Linked DNA regions of Sus scrofa: regions 2 and 3 are each linked to region 1. A link is a contact called in public Hi-C and HiChIP or PLAC-seq data. All regions are on one chromosome and are shown on one strand. The core of a region is the stretch at or near the end of the contact, and the rest is flanking DNA. Distances in the headings are between cores, read along the strand shown.

Region 1 (4,914 bases), core at 1,114-3,613:
TGGACTACTACTCAGCCATAAAAAAGAACAAAATAATGCCATTTGAGCAACATAGGTGGAACTAGAGACTCTCCTACTGAGTGAAGTAAGTCAGGAAGAGAAAGACAAATACCATATGACATCACTTATATCTGGAATCTAATATATAGCACAAATGAACCTTTCCACAGAAAAGAAAATCATGGACATGGAGAATAGACTTGTGGTTGCTGAGGGGGAGAGAGTGGGATGGACTGGGAATTTGGGGTTAATAGATGCAAACTATTGCCTTTGGAATGGATAAGCAATGAGATCCTGCTGTGTACACTGGGAACTATATCTAGTCACTTATGATGGAGCATGATAATGTGAGGAAAAAAATGTATATGTGTATGTGTAACTGGGTCACCTTGCTGTACAGTAGAAAACTGACAGAACACTGTAAAGCAGCTATAATGGAAAAAAATAAAAATCATTATATATAAAACAATTTTTTTCCAATAACAGAAAAAGAAAAAAAACAAGTCTGGCTTTACAATAATGTGATGCTGCTGACATGTACATGTACTCACTCAGAGCAAGTTGCTTGAGTAAGAGTCTTTGATACTTTTTTTTTTTTTTTGTCTTTTTGTCTTTTTAGGGCTGTACCCCAGCATATGGAACTTCCCAGGCTAGGGGTCCAATCGGAGCTGTAGCCACTGGCCTACACCACAGCCGCAGCAACGCCAGATCCGAGCCGTGTCTGTGACCTACACCACAGCTCAGGGCAATGCCGGATCCTTAACTCACTGAGCGAGGCCAGGGATCGAACCCACAACCTCATGGTTCCTAGTCGGATTTGTTTCTGCTGTGCCACAATGGGAACTCTGATTCTTTGAGACTTTTAGATGGTATAAAAGAGGGTAACTTCCCAGGCTTCTAGTCAGCATTTGCTCCTTGGACCATTAAGCTCAGTGCTGGTGAATGCCAATGAACAAATGCCCAGGGGAAAGGCATTTTGTAGGTACACGAAGGGGACAAAGCACAGAACTAACCGCTGGCCCGGGAACTTGTGCATACCCTGGGCCTGGCCAAAAAAACCCCCCACTATTTACAAAGAAATACAAAACTTCTCTCTGGTTCAAATCGTCTCTGGTACTAACAGTTTAGAAAGCAGTGATGCCATTTGCATTTGGCAAAATCTTTTTACTCCTTGGTAGCTAAGGTTCAATGATTTCTTGGACTAAGTTCACTGCTTTTGGTGGCACTCAAGTGTTATGACATGGAAAAGAGAATTACAAAGACAAAAAACAAAAAACGATGAATTAAAATGAACACGTTTTCCTCTTTACCACATCTACCAAACCTTTCAATTGCACCTAGATCCCATGTTCATTTTCAGAAGCTTAATTACGTAACATGCCCCAAGGTTTAAGCCACACACGTGCATATGTAAACACTGCCAGTAAGAGCGCCACCGAATCACGTGACTGGGGCTGGCCACCAGAGAGCGGTGGGCTTGCCGGGAAGGGGGCGCGGTTCTGGCTCCTGAAATCCAGCGGATGCCTCCTCTGCTCTTTAAAGGTCACTTCACTGTGAATCACTTATGGGACTGTCATGACACAGCTCCCAAGAATGCAAGAGTCCGTTTCACAGGCAGGAAAAAAAGGGGAAAACAAGAGAACGGGTACAGCTTCAGCCCCCCCCAAACCTTAGAGATAAAACAAGGGCAACCTCGGCCCCGGCCCTCGGCCCTCGGCGGCCCGTTCCAGAAAATCAGGCCCTTTCCGAGAAGCTCCTTCACTGATTCCAAGTGAAGCTTGCTTTCTTCATAATGGATTATTCTACGGCTTGCTCGGGTTGCTAAGTCCCGCGAGTTAAGGCTTTGACAAGAGCCCAGTTTTGAGGGAGGAGAAGGAATGCGGCCAGAAATGTTTCAAGTGTTGGCAAGCGCTGTGTTTTGCTGTGACTTAAATCATGCAGGAAGGGAGAGAGAACCCTAAAGTAATATCGGGAGCAGAATAACTGCAATCCAGTTGTCCCACAGTGAGGGCGACGTGTGTCTCCACTCAATATTGTTGAAAATAGGAAATGCCAGGGAGTCTGTTCCTGATACGAATTCATTTAGATCTGATAAACTACAAGAGCGGCAGAGCCAGGAAAATCTGACACGTTTTTTCCTTTTCCTCAAATTTTTTAAAAGGAAGAATATTCACTTTCCCCTTCATGAGATTTATGGGCCTTTGGACATACTATGGTGCTCAGGCAGGGATGCAGGGAGAAGGGGGCGGGGCCTGCCTGCCATTGTAGACAAAGGATTCACGGGCCACTGTGAATGGGGCCTTGGGGGCCCCGCTGGTCCTCCAGGTCCTGAAGACTGGGGTTGGGCATCAGCCTTCTGAGGTTGGCCGGGATGGGATTCATCATTTCAGGCAGGGGAGTGCCTGCACTGTCTCGGCTGCCTTTGTCCATGCTGCATCCTGATGATGAGTCTAGGGCTTGGCTAGAAGAAGAGGCAGAGGTTCCAGAAGCTGAGTTTCCACGTGATGGGAGAAAGCCTGAAAAGAAGGCCAGCTCCCAAAGCAAGCCAGTTTGCAGAGCTAGGATTACTCCATACCCTCCCTGAGAACTCAACACTGCCCACAGTGCAGGGTCTTTGAGCCCCCACCTTCTCTTCCTGGACCCCTTTATGGTCAAAGGTAACATCGCCTCGTCACCCCTCCTCTGCTGTGAGTGTGGCTGGGCCTTCATCTCTGCTTCCGCCACAACCAGCAAAGCCTGCCTTCAGGAAGGGGATCTGATCACACCTGGTGAGGCTTAAACCAATGCTTCACCATGTTTTGAGAATTGGCATTCAGGACCGCAGGGCAGCGAGGGGCATGTAGGGCAGCTCGGTGATGGGCTTAGAAGGACGCTGGGGCCTCCCATCAGGCCAGGTCTCTACAGGGAGTGCCGTGTGCTGAGCACCTTGCCCTGGCTTCTGTGGGTGGTGGCAGTAGGAAGACTTTGGGTCGTGTGAGATGGCAGGAGACTTCAGGATGCACCCAGCTTGCCCAGCTCCCCCTCTTTTAAACAAGTGGCTGTCCTGAGTGCCGGGGCCCTGTGTGATGGAGCCAGGGCCCCAGGACACCAGGCCAGCTCAAGTCGCTGGGCCAAGGGTTTAATGGTCCCGTCCATCAAGTCTGCATCTGTAACACCTTTGTGGTCAGAATATGTAACTTGCTTGGACAATGGGCGTAAGTCAAAGCCAGCAACTTCAGGGGCCCAGGGGCGGGTTGTAGCTCTGGTTAGATCCAGCCTAGGGCTCAGGAAGCACTCTAACAGTACGGAAAGTGACTTTTGTTCTGAGGCTCCTGGACAAGGACCAGCGGCACAGAATGGATGTTCTCCAGTGAAAATCCAGTCCTGAGCGAAGGCGCACGATCGGGTCCCTGCAGAGACCCTGTCTTTTCCTGATGAGTCTTCCAGAAAAATCCCTGCAAGATGGGGTTGGGGGAGGTCTGTGGGGAAGCCGTGAGGTTCAGCCTTCCAATCCCACAGAAAACCGGCAGTCTTTGTTCTGGAGAACAGGTCCTGGGCAGCTCCTGCCGAGGTTAGGAAACACATCTGTCTCCCACCGGAACGCCGTCGGCTCAGCTGTGATCCGCTCCCTGACTTCTTCCTCGGCGAATCCGCAGCAGCTGGAAACCATCTTCTGCGTATTTGCAGACTGTGAAGTCCTGCCTCCGTGGGTCCCTTCTCCAAACGGAGCACCCCTGGCTCTTTCCTGTAACACCGCAGCCACGTCCTTACGGCTCTTAGTTACCGGGCTTCCGGCAAATGGTTGCAAAGGGGAAATTATACAGGTTGCCCATGTCCCGGCCCTCGATGGTCTTTGGGTGAACTCTTCAGCCCTCTTACGGCTTAAACGAATGACAGAGATGAATGCGCTCCGGCTATATTTAATTCTCACCCCGGGAGCAGGCCTGAACGAGCGATTAAAGAATTGTGAACCCTGAGATAAGGAAAATCTTGGAGGTTTCAAAATCAGGCACACAGAAAACATGCGCAGCTCTTTAATGGTCTTACATGAAGAAGTGCTAAAAATAAATCATCTTGCATTTTAGTTTAGTTTATTTTTATCAACTATGTGAAATATCTTAAAAAGTCAAGGACTACTGCTAGGAGTAACAGGAAAAACAGCAGTTTCCTTTCCCCACTGCTAATTTTACTCCCTAGAGGTAATATTTTAGCTGATTCTTCTGGAACTCATTCTTACCTCTTTTTTTTTTTTTTTTTTTTTTAATGGTCTCACCCATGACACCTGGAAGTTCCTGGGCCAGGGACTGAACCCCAGCTGCAGCTGTGACAACACCAGATCCTTAACCCATTGTTCAGGGCCTGGATCAAATCCGTGTCTCCACATCGACCCCAGCTGCTGCAGTCGGGTTCTTGACCCACTGCGCCGCAGCGTGAACTCCACCCTTACGCTTGTAAATTACACGATTTTACTGGTATCTCTTGCTCTTTCTGCCTCAGAGACGGTCTGCCGACTTCCCACTAAGGACGCTGCTGGTGTCTTTCTCCTACCCAGCCCAAACACCCCAGCACACTCAATTTCCAACCCTCCCCTTCTCATGATGACACTGAAATTGTAAATGTTTTCCTCCGAGCTTTACCGAGACATAATTGACACAGAACATTATGTAAGTCCGAGGTGTATGATGGACGGATTTGACACACTTCTGTGTTGGCAAGGTGCTTACTGCCATAGCCTGAGCTAACACCTCCATCCCTTATCATTACCGTTTCTTTTTTGCGGTGAGAACATTTCAGATCTTTTGGTAACTTTCAAGTATATGATGCAGTCTCAGAACCATAATCATCACGCTGTACATTAGATCCCCTGAACTTACTCAGCGTTAAACTGGAGGTCTGTACCTTTGACCCAATACCTCCCCTTTCTATGATCCCTCA
Region 2 (4,914 bases), core at 945-3,444, 190 kb before region 1:
GTACTTAGAAAGGTGTTTTACCGACATCAGCAAGAATGCAGGCGTCAAGAGACCAAACCGTAATGAATAATGATATGCTCTGGGTGTTCACTTCCCCTAAAAACCTGAGAGTCACCCCAAGCCCTGCGGGCTCCTTAAGCACCCCCCACCCCGGCCCCACCGATTGTCCTCTCCATTCCTTCGCCTTAGCCTTGCAGGTATGTTTGAGGCCTGCAGCATCTTCTCCTGACTTATTCGGTCATCTTCCAGATGCTTCCCTTCTGTGGGTGAGCCCCCAGCCCTCGGTCCAGTCTCTTCGTAACCGCCAGAGTGATCGCTCTTGAAAGCGCATCCGGTCACATGACTCGGCTTTTGGGACCTGGTCAGTGTCTGTGCTTTGCCTTCACATTTGAGGACACGCTCTTCAGCAGGGCTCTGAAGGCCCTGCCGCTCCAGCCTCGTTGTCTGCTGCTCTCTGTTGTGCTGTTTACAGACCAGAGGCCAGTCCCCGGGTAGCCCATGCCCTTCCATCCCGTCTGCTGGGCACGCGTTGGAAGAACCCCCCCCCCCCCCGCCGTATCTTGTCAATCTCATGTTAATCTTCCAAGTTAGAGCAAATGTCTCTTCCGTAAAGCCTGACCTGGTTTGTAATTCATCGTTTCTTACTTGGCACTGACATCGTACGTGGTAGTTGTGTCTCCTGTTGTGTTCATCTGATTGCCGTGATTAGCTGCCCATGTTGCCCCAGGAGACTGGTGCGTTCCTTATAAACGTCCTCACTCCTGTGTCCCCAGCCCCATTCCTGTCACCCGGTGGATCTGTGCTCACGACGAATAGGACTCTCATATCTACTGCTGTGAACAACTGTTTCATCTCTGATTTTAATGTCTTTTCCTTTTTAAAAAGAGGAAAACAGTCTTAAATTCATACCATTTTAAAGCTGAAAGGAAAGGTGTTTCAACTGCAAGTGACATAAAACTAAACTCCAAACTGGCCTGAACAATAGAGTTTGTTGACTTACAAAATGGAAAAAAATGCAGTCTCGTTTCTGGCAAGCTCGGTCCAGCTGCCTGGGAGGTCCCTGCCCCCTCCCCCCCACCTCCAACCCCGGTTGGGGTCCTTGCCACTGGCTCCCCTCCGTGCTGCCTCCTGCAGCTCCCGATTCCTCCCTCAGGGTCGTGCAAAGCACCAGCACCCCCTGGCTTCACATCTTTGCATTGACCTATGAAGAGCTCTTAGAGCACGCAGGAGAGGGAGGTAAAGCTGCTTTCTCCCAGAGGTCCAGCAAACGTCTCCTGGCCGGCGGTCTCCAGCTAGGTTATATCTCCATTTTTCGGCCAGGAGGAGTGTTATTCCACGGTGCCGAAGCCATTCCGGGCCTCCTGGAGCTGCCTGTTGAGGTTGGAGACGGGGGCTGAGTCCCACCGACACCCTCTGGCTGAGAATGTGAGCAGAACGAGGGACCCAAAGGAACATTGGATTATTGCTGACAAAAGAAGGGGCAGTGAAAGACTGGGACGAGGGCAACGCTTGTTCACTAGGAAGGACTTTAGAAATCTTTGGGGCCAGAGTCCCATCGCTGTTTCGAGAACAAATTTCTTTTTCATTTCCCCGAAGCCTGAGGCCTCCAGGCCAGGAAGAGCTGCCCCAGGCACAGTGAGGAGTAGCTGCAAGGCGAGGGGCAGGACTGGAGCGCAGCCTTGCCTGTCTTTGACAAGTCAGATGCGTGTGGGATCCCAGAGGCTGGTTGAGGATCCCTGGTCTCAGCCAGGCCTCCCTGCTTCACAGTTGAGAGAGCGAGGTCCAGAGAAGCCAACTCCCCAGAGCGACAGAGCTGGCCCTGAGCAGGACCCGGCCTGGCGCCCACGGCCCCTTCATCAGAGGTCCCTTCCTGGCACATCTCCATCAGCTACCATGAAGTGAGCAACTGCCAGGTACTCATGCATATAAAAGCTTTTCCTTGCTGGTAAATTATGGTTCTCTGGATTTCAGAATTGCTGGGTACATCATCCAACATATTTTTACTGCATATTATACTTTTCATTATTAAAAAAAAAAGTTACAAGAGAAAGCTGAAACCACTTTTGGTTGAATGAAATTTTACCATTTTCACTTTGTCTTATTTCCAAGATTCTGCAGTAGTGTGGCATTCATTAAATAATACATGTATTGTACGTTTCAATGTGTGGTAACAGCAAAGAATGACCTCATAGACCACTTGACCGGCTCTGTTGTGGTTTATGATGCCATCTGGAATCCTTGGTGGAATTATTTCCATCTAAATCACTATAAACTTCTATTTAGTTTGTCACAAATCTAAAGCCAGATATGTTTGTGGTTTTTAGCAGTGATGTAATTCTCAAAGATACTTTGAAAGTTACCCGTTGTCGTATACAATTAGCATATAACTCCGTGTTTCACATAATTTCAGACACACGAGAACCTTGAACAAAATCCATTTCTCCACTTTATTTTTTTACTCTTAGACATTCTCCCTTTGCTGTGTCTCTTGCCACTGTGGGTTTAGTTATGGATCGATCAAGTGTGTGTGTGGGGGGGGACATTGGGCGGCTGAGTAGCGTAGGGCGTCGTCCCTGCCTCTTAACTGGGGAGCTCATGCAGCTAGAAAGGATGTTTCATTCACCATGTGGCGAGAGAGAAAGGTCTCTTTCTCTGTCTTTTCTGTTACTGCCAGTTGTGTGACAGAGACCAGATCACATTGGAAGACAGGCAGACGTTGCAGGATACACATACTGACCCGCCCAGAAAGGGCTCCACTAGAGCTTACTGTCTGGGAGTGTGTGACCCAGTTGGCTGCAAGGTAGGAGCAATAGCAAAACAGCAGAACTTGCCAGAAGGGATTTGGGGCCTAAGGTTTAACAGGAAAGTCTGAGGCCCTATGTCTTTTTGTCCTGGTTTTCCCCCGCAAAGGCTCGGGGCAGGGCAGGGAGTCCGTGATAACAGCAGTAGGTGGGGAGGAGGGCAGAGCTGCAGTGCAGAACAGGGCACAAAGCCCAGAGAGAGGGGAGGGGGCCGGGAGTTCAGTTCTCCCCAAGCCAGAAAGATGCAGCCTACTCTGGGGGTTGAAAGCTGTAGGTGTCCAGGGCAGGTGAGTTGCAAAGCAGAGAAGGAAGAAGAAATGGGTCAGGGATCCACACACTCCCGGCCTCCCGTAGCAACAACAGGAGGCTGGTTCAGCTCACTATGTGTTGGGGAAGGCAGGCCTCTCAGTGGCGAGGCACAGGGACCCAAGAACAGCCTGTGGAAGGGGAAGTCAGCCACATATTTCAGGACACGGGGAAGGCCTGGCTGCTGCTTGCTGGCTCTGTCCCCCGGGAAAGTTCAGATTCCTCATCTGTGCAGTGAGGAGGATTCATTGGCTTCTTATATTCCTGAGAAGTCGTGAGATAGAGTCAGCATCTTCCCCAGCGTAGACCACAGGCTGGACTTCTGGAAAGTGTCACGACCGTCGTTTATCGGTTCAGCGAGTAGTGGCGTGGAAACCCCATCCTGCACTTTGGAATAAAGCGGGAGCAGACGAAATCCTCCCTCTCAGGGAGCTCACGCGCTGGGAGAGAGGCAGCCGGCAGTCAGGCACACCAGGAACGAGCGAGGTGGTCTGAGGTACCCGTCAGTGCTGTGAAGAGGGTAAGATAAGACGGTGCGGAGGGGGGCAGCCGTGGGGAGGGGGGCGGTGGACGAGAACGGAGTCCTCTCTGAGGAGACAGTGTGCTGGCGAGGCCTGATTTGCAGGAAGGGTCCTGCTGTGAGACAGTCTGGGGGCAGAGCAGGCTGCTCAGAATGAGCAGAAAAGGCCTTCAGGAAGACGTGAGCCTGACACATTCAGAAAATGGAAGGGAGACCCGTGGGGTGGGACAGAGCGCACGGGGAGTGGTCAGAGAGGTAGCCAGTGCCAGGTCCCGTGGGACCGTGGAGGCACCTGTCGTAAACGTGGATCGTATCCCAGGTGCACCGGGGAGCCTTTGAGGGGTTTCAAGCCAGAGGATGAAAGGGAAGAGCTGCTACACATTGTGCAAAGATCGCTGCGGAGAGTCTGTAGAGGATAAAGTGAATGTGGAGCAAACGAGACGAAGAGGCGGTTCCATAGTCAGGGTGAGGGGTGGCGATGGCTTGGACCCTGGGGGGAGCAGCGATGTTGGGAAGAGGTGGGTGGATTTGGAAAGTGCGTAGAGGCTTTGGAGGAAGGAAACATGGGCCGTCCTCCCGCAGCCCCCAGCGCTGCCAGACTCCACAAAGATCTTCGTGATCTTCATGGCTGTGCAGGAAATCTGTTTATGATGGAGCTACCGTCCATCTGTCAGTTTCTGGCGTGGGAATGCAGGAATAGTGTGTTTTGGCGGCACGTCGGAAAGTTCAGTTCTGAGTTGTTACAGAAAAGCGTAGTGAAGAGAGGAACACCAAAGCAGATATGTGTTTCTTCCCCAGCAGAAGGGGTTGAGGGACAGTTTAGCAGCCCACCGTGTTTCTCAGAGGAAGAACTTGCCCTGGGCCTCTATACGAATGCGGGGCTAGGCTGACCCTGCTTGGTCCTGTGGCCACCCCTTAACATGTTGGGTCTGGGGATGGGGGTCAGGGACGGAACAATGGATGAAGCATCCTTTGTGTCCTGCATCCTATTAATAGGACATAAAAGAGAGTCACAGACCATTCCCTAAGGCAGAGGTACAGACTCAAAAAAAAAAAAAAAAAAAAAAAAAAACCCAGCAAGTCTCTAAAGCTTCCTTCACTGGGATTTCTCCAGATGCCACAACCCCCAGGAATGCCTGGTCAAGGCCAAGCCTGCATCGCAGCTCCCCGAAACTCTGTCCCATCCCTTTGTCTTCAAAGGCACTGTTGTGAAGACCAGACTACAAGCCTCCTATTGATCCTTTTCCCTTATTTTTTTTAATATATATTTTGATCATTGTCTAGAGC
Region 3 (4,914 bases), core at 1,455-3,954, 170 kb before region 1:
CAGAGCTAGGTCTGGAATCCATGCTTTCTGATTCCAGAACCCAAAGTATGCCACCATTTCTGGTTCACCATGGAAGATGTGTTCATTCATTCAGACCAATTAAGAATCAATTAATTAATTACTTTAAAATAAATTATAGGGAGTTCCTGTCGTGGCACAGCAAAAGCAAACCCAGCTAGTATCCATGAGGATGTGGGTGGGATCCCTGGCCTCACTCAGTGGATTAAGGATCTGCCATTGCCACAAGCTATGGTGTAGGTTGCAGACACGGCTTGGATCCCACTTTGCCGTGGCTGTGGTTTAAGCCGGCAGCTGCAGCTCCAATTCCACCCGCCTGAGAACGTCCACATGCCACAGGTGCAGTCCTTAAAAAAGCAAAAATACAATAAAATTTTAAAAAAAATTACATTAAACATCACGTGCTCTAATTGAGAGTATAAAATTTAAATATATTACAGCTGCTCAAGTTAAGTACCTGCTTTCATAGTGGATTTAACAGACTGATCTAATTGAATAATAGTAATAATCATATACATTTCAAAATTAAATGTTATGTGTATTTGTCAAAATAGAATCTTTTTAAAATTCAAAATGGATAATGAAAATAACAGGAATGGTATTATTACAAAATTTCACAAATGAGATTGACTTGGAAAATTAATCAAATTTATATTTACCAGTTTCCTGTTACAGAAAAATCACATGTAGGAGTTCCCCCTGTGGTACAGTGGGTTAAGGACCTGACATTGTCTCTGCGGTGGTGCAGATTTGATCTCTGGCCCAGGAACTTCCATGGATGCGGAAGAAAAATTAAAAAAAAAAATCACATGTAAAAGCATTGTGAGACTATATAATGTTAATTAACTTTTTGGACGAGATAGTAATTCAAAACCTCAGGTTGCTTTGGGGGAAAAGTGTGCAAATCTTGTTGCGTGTATGTTAAAAGTCATGCTTGTTTCTTCCAGGCCAATTGTCAGATGAAAAGCATCTTAGAGAAAAGTTATTAAAGTCTGTTTTAGAGGCCGGAATCTAACCCTTGCTAATTGGAATGGATGGCTGGTTTCTTCTTTTACAAGGTCATTAAATACTTTTTAGGTTGTTCTGCTATTTCATGTATCATATTTTTCAAGAAATATGGCTTTGCCAGGTATCCGTGAATGAGAGTCATAAGGTCATACGACTATTCTTAAATTTAAAAAGATAATGAGGAGTCACCGTTGTGGCTCAGTGGGTTACGGACCCAGTGTAGTCTCCGTGAGCATGTGAGTTTGATCCCTGGCCTCGCTCAGTGGGTTAAGGATCCAGTGTGGCCGCGAGCTGCAGCGTGGGTCTCAGATGCAGCTCTCATTCAGTGTTGCCATGGCTGTGGTGTAGGCTGGCAGCTGCAGCTCCAATTTGACCCCTAGCCAGGAACTTCTTTATGCTGCAGGTGCAGCCCTACCTGTGCCACCCCCCCCCCCCAAAAAAAAAAAGAAAAGTAAGAAAAAAAGACTTAAAGGAACTTTTTTGGGTGAGACGCTGTTCTGTATCTTGATTTTTGATTGTGATGGTGCTGGTGGTGGTTTTACTTAATTTTATGTTTGTCATAACTGAGACTTGTGCCCTACAAAGGGTGAATTTGACTCTGTGTAAAATTATACCTCAATAAATATGAATTTTAAAATGTGAATTATTGCCAAAAGCATCAAAACCTTTGGCTCCCAGTAGCTTCACATATGGCTTGTAATAGTCTTCGAGTCAAAGTGATTTGGTGAGTCACTGCCTGCTCCTCTCGACACCTCAGGACGTCAGGGTTTCTAAGACCTGCTCTAAGTGGCACAAATACTGGATCGAGTTACAGCATTTGTCTAAAGTTTCTGCCATAACATTCAGCCGCTTTGTATTAAGAATCTGGGTCAGAGAACATCTACAGCAGCCAAAAATGACACAGTTCATCAAATGAACTGAGATTTCTCGTCATTTCAATCTCTTATTTTGTTTGTCTCTGTAACCTTGGAAGCAGTAAATAGAGTCAGTCAAGTTTGGAAGACTGCATGTCTGATTTTAAGTGAGTCTCTCGTCCTCCAAGTGTTCTGTTCAGTGCCTAACCTGCGTTGCTTTTCCGTTTCTGTATCTCATAGACATCGGACACTTTCTTGGGCCACGATGGTAGATCTTTCCCCCTCTTCTCCGTCTGGGTAGATTTGAGATGCAGATCCATCCTGGTGATCTCAAGTCCAGTCCTTAGGAGACGTCTTTGATTCCTCTCTGCCACACCCTGCTTCTCGTCTTCACTAACAAGCTCTGCCAACCATGTCTTCTGACTTCATCACCCATCCATCCGTTTCTGTCCATCATCTCTGCCCCCGGGCCATCCACCCCCACCTCCCCGCCCATTGCATGGTCCCCTAACTTACCTGCCTCTGGAAGGGAGTTCACAACCCCTGCCAGTTAACAACCACTGTGACAATTTCACCACGTAACAACCAATGTGATTTTTTTTTTTTTTTTTTTTTTTTTTTGGTATATGAGATTCTGTTAACTCCACACTTAAAATCATCCAGCAGCTTTCTGCATTTTCAGAATGAAGTCCAGACCTCTCAGTGCAGCCTGCACATTCCTCTCTGACCTCTTCTCTCCTCTTGTCCCCTAATTTACTGCGTGTCAGCCAGAGCTGCCTGCCCGCCTCCCCCGCCAGCAGACCCAGCCGACTGATGTCTCAGAACCGCTGTTCTTGCTGCCCCCTGTGCCTGGGCCTCTTCACCCCTGCTCTGAACTTGACTGGCTCCTTTCTGTTTTCTGAGCTCAACTGTTACCTCCTCACAAAGGCTCACCCTGACGAGTAGTCCTTCCTCCAGCTCATGTCTTCATGTCACACTGCCCTGCTTAATTTTCTTTGTAGTACTAATTCCATTAAAAAACTATCTTTTTTATCTGTTACTCCATACGAAACTGCAGCCGCCTTGTTCATTGTGCTTATGCAGCAGTGCCTGGCGCTTGGTAGCCTCTCGGCGCACCTCTCTGATGAAAGTCCAGTCGCTGTGCTGGTCACTGAGAGTGCAAACAGGAGTGGACCTGGGCCCTGCCCCCAGGGGGCTTACAGTCTAGTCGAGGAGCCAAACGGGAAGGTACTTCTAATGCTTATGCCAAGTGCCATCTGGTGCCAAGTGAGTATCGCAGGAACTCAGTGGTTTGTTCATTCACAGATATCTGTCAAGGACTCTCCTCTATGACAGGATTTGTCCTTTGTGAAGAAGTTTGAAGGTGAGCTCAGTAGACAGCAGTCTTGCCCGCAGCTGAGTGGTGGTAGAGTGACAGGTCCTCTCTGGGGAGCTGGATGAGCCTTGAGAATGGAGATGCCATTTAATCGAAGATGGAGAAGGTCATTTTAAGAAAAGTGAAAGATAAGTCAGTTGAGTGACAGACACATAATGTACATAAAGTTAAAATCTTTAGGCTATCCCTTTTTTTTTTTTTTTTCCTTTTCCTTTTTACACGGCTGCATCTACGGCATATGGAAGTTCCCACGCTAGGGGTCAAATCAGAGCTATAGCTGCTGGCCTACACCACTGACACAGCAATGCAGGATCCAAGCCACATCTGCGACCTACACCACAGCTCACAGCAACGCCAGGTATTTAACCCACTGAACAAGGTCAGGAATTGAACCCATGTCTTTATGGATCCTAGTCAGGTTCATTAACCACTGGGCCACGAAGGGAACTCCTAGGCTATACCTTTATTAACTAGCAATTTCAATTTAATATTTATTGCTATTAGAAATTAATGGAATCTGGAACTTAAGGCCTGAATGTAGTAGCAAGGTAGTCGTTTTTTGTAAGGTTCAGTCTTATGGCAGATTGGGCTTTTTTCCTCTATAATTCCCATATACAGATTTCTTTTCATTGACATATAATAGAAGTTGGAGGAAATGGTTTATCTTTTGATTCATGTGAATTGAAGTCATAGTTTTTAAAATTTTTAGAAAAATAGCACTTACTGAACTCTCCCTACGTATCAGGTGCTGTTCTAGGCACCTTATGTATGTACATATTAACTCATCTCATTCTCCTAACAGTCCCTGACGAAGTGTTCCTCCCTCTTTACCTCCTTCTGGAGCTCCAGAAGGATCCAAATCCAGAGAGATCTAAGTACCTGAAGTCACAGAAATGGTCAACAGCAGCCTAATTCCAGTTCTCTTTGCAAATGGACAACTTGCTCAATGAAAAACTTAGCTAGTACTTGTCTAAATGTCTGTATTAGAGCAGACACTGAAAGTGATGACTTAAACATGGCCTGTGTCCTCAAGAAGCTTATATTTAGTTAGCTTTAAAAAAATGGAGTCATGAAACAACAAGCAGGCATGAAATAGAGAGTAATTCCATTGGGGGAAGTTCCTTGAATCAGAAATAGTTCTTCTGGGAGTTCCCATGGTGGCTCAGTGGTTAGTGAACCCGACTAGCATCCATGAGGACAGGGGTTTGATCCCTGGCCTTGCTCAGTGAGTTAAGGATCTGGCGTTGCCATGAGCTGTGGTGTAGGTTGCAGAAATGGCTCAGATCCCGTGTTGCTGTGGCTGTGGCGTAGGCCGACGGCTACAGCTCCAATTAGACCCCTAGCCTGGGAACCTCCATATGCCGAGGGAGTGGCTCTAAAAAGACCAAAAGAAAGAAAGAAAGAAAGAAAGAAAGAGTTCTTCTGTCTTTTCAGCCTACAGCTTAAGTTAGTACTTGAGATTATTTTGAAAAGCATTTGAACACAACTTTGAAATAATTATAGATTATTTTGCCTTTTTAATTTTGAAATAATTGTAGATCCCAAGAAGTCACAGAAATAGTGCCTGGTAGCATTCATGTCCCCTCCACCTGGCTTCCCCTGGGGGTGGCCCTACGTAACTGAAGAGCAGTATCAAAATCAAAATTGATGTTAGTATAC

The links. A called contact is a pair of places that touch in the nucleus more often than the background predicts. HiChIP or PLAC-seq counts read pairs in DNA pulled down with a chosen protein or histone mark.
Region 2: a Hi-C map of omental adipose tissue shows a contact between it and region 1, with 2.8 times the contacts expected there. The contact joins two enhancer-like sites. A contact is called at or near these places in 23 of 47 Hi-C or Micro-C datasets (alveolar macrophages, blood, brain and 14 more) and 1 of 2 datasets of contacts at active chromatin or transcription factors (skeletal muscle).
Region 3: a contact with region 1 is called in an H3K27ac HiChIP or PLAC-seq map of skeletal muscle. The contact joins two enhancer-like sites. A contact is called at or near these places in 1 of 47 Hi-C or Micro-C datasets (omental adipose tissue) and 1 of 2 datasets of contacts at active chromatin or transcription factors (skeletal muscle).

The regions. Positions count from the first base shown.
Region 1 is chr4:122,561,413-122,566,326 of Sscrofa11.1, forward strand. The region is part of intron 10 of SLC44A3 (choline transporter-like protein 3); the gene reads right to left. Among named protein-coding and RNA genes, the nearest start is that of SLC44A3, 58 kb to the right of the region's middle. Within about 2 kb of position 2,364, at least 49 of the 83 cell types and tissues checked have an H3K27ac peak or open chromatin away from gene starts, as enhancers often do. A contact at or near this core is called in mesenteric adipose tissue, omental adipose tissue and skeletal muscle, where this site is marked.
Region 2 is chr4:122,373,662-122,378,575 of Sscrofa11.1, forward strand. The region is part of intron 2 of ALG14 (UDP-N-acetylglucosamine transferase subunit ALG14 homolog); the gene reads left to right. Among named protein-coding and RNA genes, the nearest start is that of ALG14, 33 kb to the left of the region's middle. Within about 2 kb of position 2,195, at least 13 of the 83 cell types and tissues checked have an H3K27ac peak or open chromatin away from gene starts, as enhancers often do. A contact at or near this core is called in mesenteric adipose tissue and omental adipose tissue, where this site is marked.
Region 3 is chr4:122,390,252-122,395,165 of Sscrofa11.1, forward strand. All of the region lies in intron 3 of ALG14 (UDP-N-acetylglucosamine transferase subunit ALG14 homolog), which reads left to right. Among named protein-coding and RNA genes, the nearest start is that of ALG14, 49 kb to the left of the region's middle. Within about 2 kb of position 2,705, at least 13 of the 83 cell types and tissues checked have an H3K27ac peak or open chromatin away from gene starts, as enhancers often do. A contact at or near this core is called in skeletal muscle, where this site is marked.